2 separate regions of the Hordeum vulgare genome follow, and region 2 is linked to region 1. A link is a contact called in public Hi-C data. All regions are on one chromosome and are shown on one strand. Each heading gives the region's core, a stretch centred on a gene start, on an enhancer-like site or on the middle of the called end of the contact. The rest is flanking DNA. Distances are from core to core; before and after follow the strand shown.

What was found. A called contact is a pair of places that touch in the nucleus more often than the background predicts.
Region 2: a Hi-C map of leaf shows a contact between it and region 1, with 4 times the contacts expected there. The contact joins the enhancer-like site here to the promoter of LOC123430828 in region 1. A contact is called at or near these places in 1 of 6 Hi-C or Micro-C datasets (leaf) and 1 of 1 datasets of contacts at active chromatin or transcription factors (embryo).

What each region holds. Positions count from the first base shown.
Region 1 is chr1H:271,858,359-271,863,617 of MorexV3_pseudomolecules_assembly, forward strand. It overlaps LOC123430828 (non-lysosomal glucosylceramidase-like), which reads right to left and starts at 2,648. Exons shown (of 18, transcript XM_045114669.1): 1 at 2,089-2,648; 2 at 1,841-1,951; 3 at 1,660-1,716; 4 at 1,484-1,560; 5 at 1,285-1,384; 6 at 250-323. The coding sequence starts at 2,169.
Region 2 is chr1H:272,162,890-272,168,686 of MorexV3_pseudomolecules_assembly, forward strand. No RefSeq gene overlaps it. Among protein-coding and RNA genes, the nearest start is that of LOC123430828, 300 kb to the left of the region's middle. Within about 2 kb of position 2,157, at least 3 of the 3 cell types and tissues checked have open chromatin away from gene starts, as enhancers often do. A contact at or near this core is called in leaf, where this site is marked.

The sequences.
Region 1 (5,259 bases), core at 1,398-3,897:
AAACCAGAAGAATAGATGCAAGAAGGCAGAGTATAAACTGGTTTAGCTAGGAGTGATTGTGATTTGTGAACAACATCGAATCAAATAAACAAAAAATTCAGTCTGGACTCTTAAAAGGCAAACAAGGTGTGTACATGCTGAAGCTAAATCAAATAAAACAAAAATTCAGTCTGGTTCCGCAATGTATTGCAAAATTACATTGCTCATGACTAGTAAGCTCGAACCAAATAAACCAGGCTAAAATCTTACTTTAAGCCTTCATGGTGTCCCGGAGCCAATACCGATGAGTATTTTTTATTCCCACTGTCTCGTGATACAAATATCTGAAAGAGCATAATATTTACGAGAAATCAATAACAATGTTGTGAGAGAAATTGATACTGGACAGAGCACTAAAGTAAAAGGCTGAACGTATAGATACCGAAAAAGGCTTTCGCCCCGCTTTATAAATAAAGCAAACCGCCAGACCAATACAAACAACATAGGTTCAACACACACACACACAAACGCACATAAGTGGCACAGGACACCACCAAAGGGTTCCGCTGAGGGCACAGCTCAACAAGCCCTAAGAAACATAAACACGCACACGGCACACCCACACCCAACACCGGCTGAACGTATAGATGATGTACGTTTACATGCCAAAACACACATACATACACGTAATGTTCCCTGGCGAACGTTCGCTGGGAACAGGTGGCATTTCGAACGTTTTTTATGGCATTTTTAGTTGTGTGTGAGATGGCAGTTTCTTCAAAGCAACATGGCATTTTCTGGGAAGATGGTAGTTTTGAGACTTCATCCCAGAAAATGCCATGTCACTCCAAAGAAACTGCCATCCAAACACAACTAAAAATACCGTAACAACATTCAAAATGCCACGTGTTCCCAGCGAACGTTCGCCAGATAAGAGGGTCCTAAATACAAGCCTGCTCACAAATATACAACAACGAAATGGAAAGTTCATTTTTCAGTAACCAATAAGGAATCTGCACAAGAATGCTATCGATGCACAGCCATTAAAATACATGGAAACGCGATGTCATCTTATATCAACATTTATCCCCCAAAACTGCTAGCACCAAGCAATTTCGCAGTTGAGCACAGTAGCAGCAACACAGGAAGTATGTAATACTCCCTCCGTCCCAAAATAAGTGTTGCTGCCTTAGTACTATATTTGTACTACCTTAGTACTATATTTGCGACACTTATTTTGGGACGGAGGGAGTAATTAACTAAAGGTCTTTAGCTGGCAACAGCAAGATAAGATGGAAGCATTACAGAAAACTGGTTCTCCATGACCGGCGAATTCTCACACAAACCAGGAATGATGTGCCAATTCTTGAACTCTCCCCTGAATCCTCTTGAAATGCTACCACTCCTGCGAACGTAATCTACTAATATCAAAATCTATAACCTACATGATAAGAACACAAATGAAGGAGATTAAAGAGAGAAACAACAGTCCAGGAAGTCATACCCCATCCCTCCGAGCGGCACACCCTGTGAAGCGGACGGCTTACATCTCTCTCTTGTAAACGGATCAATAGGAGCTTTCTGCAAAAGCACAAATGCAGGCCCCATTCTGTTACCACAGAGTCTTCCACTACAATGCTACACAGTTTCTTGAAATGAATATGTGCTAGAGAATATTACCCTTCCATGGGAGGCCTCCTCACGGACATATGACCAAAGCCTCACCCCGAGGGTCATCTGATAAATTTGGATTGCAAGAAAAAGATTAGCAGCTACTGCGACAAATTGAACGAGTGACAGGAACCAAACGCCACAATAACCCCACACAGCTATTTATGGAATCCAAATCATTGCAACATACCATCTTCATTGCTTCCATGAAGGTGACGCTGAATTCTTTGAGTATGTTGGCGTGACTGTTCAGCCTCCTCCGCCATGCCTGCTCCGGCGGCGATCCGCCGTCCAAGTCCAGCTGCCAAAAATTTCCAGCACCACACGATAACATCAGTACACCACACCGATGCCACACACACCACAGCCCAAACGAGGCACCGAAACAGCGAATGAGTAAACAAAATTCGCCGCGATTGAGACGCGAGCTCGCCTCACCAGTTGCAGGGCGGTCCGGCCCACATACTCCTCCGGTGGCCACGAATTCTTACGGCAGTGGAATAGGTGGCCGCTCACCATCTCCGCTCACCCTCCAATGCCACAGCCTCCTCCCACCCCCGCACGATCTGTCACACGCCCCAGCCGCCTAGCAGAGGCCCGAACCGGAGGCTGAGACGAAACCAGGAGATCCACAGGTGGTGGGCCGCCTCATGAGCTCCTCCGGGCGCGTGGATCCCAGCACCCGGCGCTGCTCCTCGCAGAGACTCCGCGCGTCGATCCGCCGCCGACGGCGACGGCCGTCCTCTCGGAACCGATCCGGCACAGCCGCTAACGCGGGGCGCGCGTGCTCGCTCGCTCGATTGGACCAAGTCTGATCGAAGCGAAAACCTGGAATGGAATTTGCGCTTGCCCGCTCGCTGGAGGCCCACTTTTTGCTGCTGCTAAGCTGTGTTGGCGGGTGTGGTGGGAGAAGCGCGGCTGCGAGGAAGATGACGAGGAGGGGAAGCGGAGGCTCAACTTTTTGAGATGGGAAGGAACGAAAGTGGCTACGTATGTACCCGCCGGTATGCGCTTATGGGGGTTGTAATAGCAGTTTCGTTGTGTGTTTTCGTTGTGTTTTTTCTGTGATACTGTAGTAAATTTGGGCCCTCGAGTGACGCGTCATCGAACAGTGACCAACCACGCCTCATATGTTAGCTTTCACAAAGGCATCCTTCGTATTCGAAACCCCAACTCCATGTAACCCACCCAACATCATGTATAAACACGATCAACATACATTTCGTTGGATCACCATCTCATCGTCGCATAAAAGGATCATAATTCATCGACGAACGCGCAAACACATACTACAAACTACATAAAAACATAGATAAAACGGTGAAGGCGAAGAAAATCACCATTTCCTCACCAGCCCCTTCCCCTTCGATTCATCGGCGGGGATATGCCCCTCCTCCATGCAACGTGTGGCGGTGCGTCGTCGTCGGAGCTAGAGCTAGAGCCATCCGCCAGGTCGGAACGAATCAAATCATATGGTTCTATTTCTCAACCTTTCTGACTTGCTCCTATGGAACCAAGGTCGAAAGGATTGAAAAAGTCAGCATCTACTAATTCGGAACTTAATTTGAAAGCCATATTTCGACCCGGACGCTTTTGGGATGCTTCTAATAACCAACGAATGGCAAGTGTTCTTCCTTGTTTAGATCCTATTTCAATCGGAACTTTCCGCATCGATCCTTTTTTATTATTTTAAAGAAATATAAAAATGAATAGAAATTAAAAAAGTAAAACGATTCCTTTTTTTGTAAATATTTTTATTTTTGCCCCAAGAGCCTCCGGAGCATGCGGTCCTGCTCCTTCGCACACCCGGCCGCCTTGGCCTTGGTTGTCGCATCCTTTTTTTGCCTCGCGCTCCGATAATTCGATGGCGAGTCGGGACGCCTTGGCATTCTTGCGGCAGAGGAGCCAAGCATCCGTCTCCACCATCGTGAAAGAGCGATAGAGGACCAGCACGAGGAGCACGGCCTCGGGATCGACCAGCGCGCTCGTGCATGCCGAGCGTGCAGTTAGCGCCTCCCCTACCGACGCCCTCTCACTCAGAGCTACATGGTAACTTCAAAGCTCGGAGCAAAATGCAATCACCGTGAAGCCCGGCTCCACTGAGTTTCACGGCTTCTAGATGGAGGAGCATAAGGCCTTCGTGGTAGTTGTGGCCTCGTCTATGGTGGCCTTGGTCTCCACAAGCACGCCCGATCCTCATTGACTCTCTTTCGGGAATGATAACGGTGTTGATGCCATAGCAGTCTCTGGCCTCCCTCGTCTTCATCTTTCACCATGCCTCTTGCCCCTCAGCGTCGTGCTTCATGGCACGAGTGGCGGATTCGAGCTAAGATGTTGGAAAAAATTGGGGGGGGGGGGGGTCTTGTGTCCTACAGCACCATGGGTTGCATTGTTGTTAGGACATATTTCTTCCCTTGTAGTTTTGGTGATTGATGATAAGGTATTTTGCGGACTAACCGTGTGCCCTGAGTATTTCAGAGATTTCATAATATTGACACGAGACGGTCTATTTTACTCTCGGTGATATGGTGCGAAGACAGATCCGTACGACGTTTCTTTTCAAGTGGTATTTCAGTCATAGGAAACCCGTACTATTAAGAGGGGGTCTGCATCTGAAAGGTTTGGAGGAATCAATACGTACACATATTCTTTGCACCCACCTTTCTCTCCCAACAACTTGGAAATTCATAGTGTTATGGGCATCGGGCTTGTGGTGACTCCCTAATGGTAGTACTGTTGCCCCTAGCGGTAGTACCGCTGGAGCGGAGTACCACGCCTGGGGGCAGTGGTACCGTCCTGGCGGTACTTCACATCTCCAGTGTTGTGGTCTATACGACTGTGGTCTGCACGGACTCTCACACGCACGATAGTAGGGCGGCAGTAGATTGCGTGCATTCCACTTTAGGCGATAGTACCGCTCCCTATGGAGCGGTAGTACCGCTTCTCCTACAGCGATAGCACCGCCATGTGTGGTACTATCGGACACTCTACTGCGTTGCTCAAGTCCATGTCCCCCCTCTTATTTTCGATGTGCGGTAGTAGAGAGGCAGTAGGCGCGGTAGTACCGCTTGGTCCGGTACTACCGCCCTACCTGTGATGTACTACCGCTTGAAGCCCTATAGTACCATCCCCAGTGGTAGTACTGCTTGTGTAGTTTTGCGAGCAAGTAACCATTGGATTTGCACTGTCACTATGTAAGGGGGTCTTCTTCCCCAAGAAGAATTACCTCTTTTACCCCCAAGCTCCATTGTTGCTCCTAAGCTCATTTTCGCCCTATCTCTCTCTCCCTAGCCATCAAAATTTGTTGATCTTCTAGGGTTTGGAGGTGAATGCCTCGACTTCCACCGAGAGAAATTTGATTCCCTCAATAATCCCTTGCGGATCTTGTTACTCATGGGTGTTTGAGAACCATAGACGGAAGAGGTCACCTCGAAGCCACAATCCATTTGTGGTGAAGTTTCGTGGTGGTATTGGTAGCCTCCAATTAAGTTATGGAGATTGCCCCAAGCTTGTTTGTAAAGGTTCGGTTGCCGCCTTCAAGGGCACTAATAGTGGAAGCATGACCGCTTCCATTGTGTGCGGTTGTGAGGAGAATACAGTGTCCCTAAT
Region 2 (5,797 bases), core at 907-3,406, 300 kb after region 1:
TCACGACGGGTAGACGGGCTTGCAAGGCTCTAGTCGTACCCTAAGAGGTTTTTCCAATAACCTTTATAATTTAGACTGGTAGATCAGGCTCAAGCCAGGCTTTAATGAAGCAGGTTCTATGAACCCATGGTTTATCTATTCTCCATATGCTGGCTCTCGCTCGACACCTCGATGTTTTAACATTGGCAAGTGAGGGTCCAAAATGGATTGACATGCCAAGAGTACATGGGGCCAATAAGGCGAGTCGCAAAGACATACAGTATAACCATTATAAAGCGGTAATTTTTCTCAAGCCACGAGGGTAAGAAAGCTGAACTCAATGAATTGGAAGCCCCCAAGTGACCTATGATCACGGAAAAACCGAGCATAGGATTGCAGAAGACAATGCTATTAGTGCTAAACAACATGGGGACTAATAGCCCCTAGGTAAGTCGACTTGGTTCCCAAGATCATAAATTGGCGCCTATGTTTGAACTGTGCGTCATGGCAACTGGTCCTCTTTGGCTTATCATCATCCATATTTGAATGATCGCAATATTGGCGGCTCATCCTCTTTGATACTAATAGAGTCCATGTTTGAATGACCTCCTCGGCGGCGGCTCATCCTCTTGGGTGGCTTTTAAATCACCTGCCAATGAGGCAGGGCACCCATTTTTGAACGGTTGCATCATGGCGGCTCGTCTTCTTGGGTGACTTTAAATTTTTGCCAATGAGGCAGCAACTCCCGGGACCGGCTTAACTTTCCTGTAATGACCCGGTGTTTCTTGAATTATTCAGCCCGGCCGAATCTGTCGAGCCATGTATGTGTAGCCCCTGAGTCTTAAGTCCACTCAAGTAGGCGGCTTGAGAGTTTCCATACTTGATTGTGACATAAGTCGACGTAAGGTTGACGGCTGAATGATAGACTTTATCCAAATTGGAGACAACGTAGTGAGCTGATGATCTTTGTGGTGCTCATCATATGTCTTTGACAAATATCGTGGCCCAATTGATTGCATATCCTTCTTAGCCCATGCTTTATTCTCATGTAGTCCGACTCTCGTGGCTCCTCGAGGTCCATTTTTCTTTTCCTTTGCCGCTCGCTTTGAATTGCCGGCTCAATGATGGCCGACTCAAATTGTAGCTTCACGAGGGATGTTTCCTTCATGACAAACTTTCCTGTTTCTTTTGACATGTTGAAGTAGATAGTATTGACCAATGCGTCTATCCATTGAGCAACCCAGCGTGAGCAGGAGCTGGTGCGTATTTTGACGATGTTGTGTAAGACATGAATGCCATTTTTTTCGCTCGCTCCTATGTTTGTTGAGGGAGACGGGCCACGGGGGCGGTTTGCATGCCTCCGTTGGGCGGCTTGTAGAGGTGAGCACTTCACCAATATGTTGATGTAGACTGGACCGCGGGGGACGGCGGCTTGCGCACATCCGTTCGGCAGCTCGTATAGACGAGCACTGCACCTGATATGTTGAGTTGAATGCGAGAGTTGTCCGGCGATTTGGCATGGATGCGAGAGTCTGTTGCGGCATTGTAAGTTGTCTTGGTCACGCAGATGTAAGAGTTGACCGCATTATTGTACGCCGTCTTGGTCGCACAGACGTGAGAGTTGGCTGCGTCATTGTACGCCGTCTGGACGACGAGTTTGCCGCGTCGGGTTGATGTAGATTGTACCACGAGGGCGGCGGCTTGCACACTTTCGTTGGAAGATGTGGTGTGGACGGATGCCGGCGCTTGATAATATTGACGCGAGCTCCATATCCACAATATTACATCACCTTTGTAGTGAGTACTTTGTCATGCGTAGAGAAATATTGCAGACAAATTAACTATTCTCAAAAATTAAAATTATACTGACAGAATAAATAAGGTGGATAGCACCTGGTATTTTTCATGAATGAGCGTCAAAAAATCTTTTCACATATTTGATATAAACCAGGTCGCGAGGACGGCTGGTCGCGCACGTCAGTTGGGCGGTTTGAATGAGCAGACAGGGCACCGGCGTGATGATGTAGACGCAAGAATCAATTTGGGACGGGTAGTTGGCACGGCGAGTCTCCGTCATTGTGAATATTTGTTGACGTAGATCAACACCCATACTGGTGTGGCCTTCGGCTTGTTGACGTAAACCAAACACATGCACAACAGGCCATGCGGGTGTCCGATGGGCAGTGCTAAGCGTGTGGATGCTCACATGAGCTCCAAAGAAGGTGCGTGGGCCCTGTATCCGCGAATCAATCCGGTTTGGACAGTTAATTTAACTGACCTGTGAGCGGTAATAATGTGGACCAGAGTAATAATTTTTGAAGAAGTTAACATGTGCTAGAAATATTTAGAGTAGATAGCATCTGATCTTTTTGCAGGTAGCAGTCTGCATTTTACCAGATCAAGAAACGTATTTTGATCCCGGTGTGCGTCGTTGTTGTTCCACCACCACAACTTGCTCAACAGGGTCGCCGATTCGAGTCGGGTACAACGCAACCTGTTTTTTTAGATATGGGGAGTCATAGGTGCTGCTCCGCTGTTATCATTGCCATGTCTATCATGGTGCTTCATGGTGCAAACCGACTCGGGGCTGGCGGTTTGTAGTGACGCGAGCACAGGGCGCGTGTACGCATTGTGCTGCAGCGAAGCAAGGTGAGTCGGAGATGGAAACGCGGAGATCGGGGTGCGCTGGGCAGAGCCGGCGCTGGCGCAAGTTCACGCGAGTGCGGCCGAAGTGGCACAGGTGAAGCAGAGAGGATCCGCGGGCCGACCGGGTGGCGACGGAGATGCTGTCTGGTGGCGCAGGCGACCCGGGGCCGGCTCGTGCTAGGCGTGTGGATGCGGGCTAGAGGAGGCGAGGCCATGCGCGGGCGTGAGGCTGAGTGGCGGAGTCGAGCGGTGTGCAGCAGATGTGGCGGCTCGTACGTGCATCGGCGGCTGAAAGCGAGCCCGCCGGCGGCACGGACAGTGCAGATGTTAGATAAAACGAGATTAACAGACATGATAGACACGGATTTTTACGTAAAAATCCTTATGGAAGAAAACCACGGACGCACGAAGACGCAATCACTATGAGGGTGGAGTATTACAAGCACGAGACGACAGGCCGTCCTAGGTGCGACTATATGGAGTATATACGAAGGATAATATAGGAGAGTCCTTGAAGGACAAGTAAACGAGTTGTACTCGTACGCGTCGGTACCAACGCAAAGGCTCACACCGTTTGTACTACGTCTTGTCCAATACGGTAGAATTTGGATCACAATTTAACAGCACAGGGGCGACGTCGAGTCCGCTTCCGGGCGGGGGCTTCTTTCTTCTGTGTTTTTCTTTGCTCCCTGATACGCTTCCGTTTCGCTGCTGATGACAGACCATCTGATTGCCTCCGCGACTCGCCATTCCAATTAGTATTACTCTAACTGATTTTTCTCAATTAGCATCATCCGACCCCTTCGTGATTGTTGTCTGGTGGTTTGTGCGTAGCAAGTGCACCTAATCTTCCGGCGATTTACGCCTTTTATACCTACCATCATATTTTGTTCCACCTATATATTATGTTCAATGGTTCATACTCACATATTACATGAAGAATAACAAGTTGATGCATATCGAAAAAGTATGATCCAATTTCTTGACTTGATACGGTGGTGCTTGACATTTGTATTAATCTAGTGAAGATGGAGCCATGCCTAGCTAATATAATAAGATGAATGGGTGTAAAACAATCTTCGATGATCGTATACTTCGAAAGATTAATGATTTAGTTGCTGATACTTATAAGTATTTATATGTTAATGTTTGTTAATTCCTCATTTCTCAATGAGCATACATGCATAAGGTTACACAATGGGTAGCATGTCATATCAAAAATTCTATTTTTATCATTTACCTACTCGAGGGTGAGCATGAATTAACCTTGGGGATGCTTGATACGTCTTCAACGTATCTATAATTTTTGATTGTTTCATGCTAATATATTATCATTCTAGGATACTTTTTGGGTAATTATTTACCAATTTATATTATTTTTGAGCACTAACCTATTGACCAAGTGCCTAGTGCGAGCTGCTATTTTCTACATGTTTTTCACTTTTCAGGTTTTCAATACCAAACGAAGTCCAATTGAGCTGAAACTTTTTGGAGATATTTTGTGGACCAAAAGAAGACGAAGGAAGGCTCGAGGCCACTCGAGGGCCCCATAAGCCAAAATGGCGCGTCCTAGGGGGCGCCCTGATGGCTTGTGGGCCCCTTGAGGCCCTCCCGACTCCATTATCTAGCTTATAAATTCTCATATATTGCAAAAACCCTAGAGACATTCCCAAAACCTTTTTACGCCGCCATAGGTCTCTGTTCTGACGTGAGGCTATGTGGAGCTCCGTTCCCACACCCTACCGGAGGGGGATAGATCACGGAGGGCTTCTTCGTCAACCTTGCTGCCCTCATTATGATGTGTGAGTAGTTCACCATGGACCTACATGTGTATGGTCAGTACCTAGATGGCAATCTCTCTCTGTTTTGATCTTCAATACAATGATCATCACATATTCGCTTTGATCCACGTGATGTAATCCTTTTGTCCAGTGCATTTGTTGGGATCCGATGAATTGTGGGTTTATGTTCAGACTATTCATGATAAATATTTGAGTCATTTGTGGAATCTAATATGGTTCTTATGTGCATGATTATGATAGCTTCAAAATTCTCTCCGATCTATTGAAATAGTTTGGCCAAGTAGATTGATATTTCTTCGGTGAGAGACGTGTGTTGTAGTAGGTTCAACCTGGTGAATGTCTATATCCGAGTGGTAGAAGGGGACAAGGTGCATCTTTGTGTTGCTTCAACTAAGGATAACACGATGGGGTTTATTCATATTGCTTGAGTTTACTTTGTCTACATCATGTTATCGTTCTCCATGCATTACTCTATTTTACTTAATACTCTAGATGCATGTTCAATGACTGTGGATGAGTGGAGTAATAGTAATAGGTGGAGGAAGGAGTCGACCTATTTTTTTATGCACGTGATGCCTATATACACATGATCATTGTCGTGAAAATCGCATAACTATCTGTTTTTCTGTTAATTGCCAACATCAATTTGTTTACCCACCATATGTTGTTTTCATGAGAGATGCCACTAGGGAAAACTATTGACCCTAGGTCTATTCACCATATATTTACAAAACCTTCAATACCTTGCTGCCATTTATTTTTTCATTTTATTTTACAATTTACAATTATCTACACGCCTCATTTCTTGCAAATAAGGAGACCAAGGGGATTGCCAACACTCGTGGCACGTTGGGTGCAATCTGTTTGTACTTTTGTGTGCAGTCGCTGAAGATGATTGTTGTTCATATTCCTATTGGTTCGATAAACCTTGATTTCATAACTGAGGGAAATACTTACCCACATTGTGCCACGATAACCCGTTCCTCTTCACGGAAAACCCAACGCAGATCACAAGTATCGACCTTTACGATCGAATTTATGATCTACAAAATCAAAACTGTGAGTATGAATCTTGTTTCAAGGGAATGAGAATACCCATAGATTTCATGACCCCAGAGACCAGCCCCTCTTTCTTCAACGGGGAACCTATGCCATGAAGGACGGGGGATAAGCCCGCTACAACATCACTACCATCACCCAAGAAGGACACTTCAGTACTTGGGTATGGGCACCACCCTTAGCTTGTTCCAAGCCTGTGTGAGGTGCCCCGGTATCGTATCACCATCACTTTTACATCATCATCTATATTAGTTCGATCCTTAGTTATTTCATGATCTAGAGGAATAAAAGTTTAGTATCGTTTTGGTTAG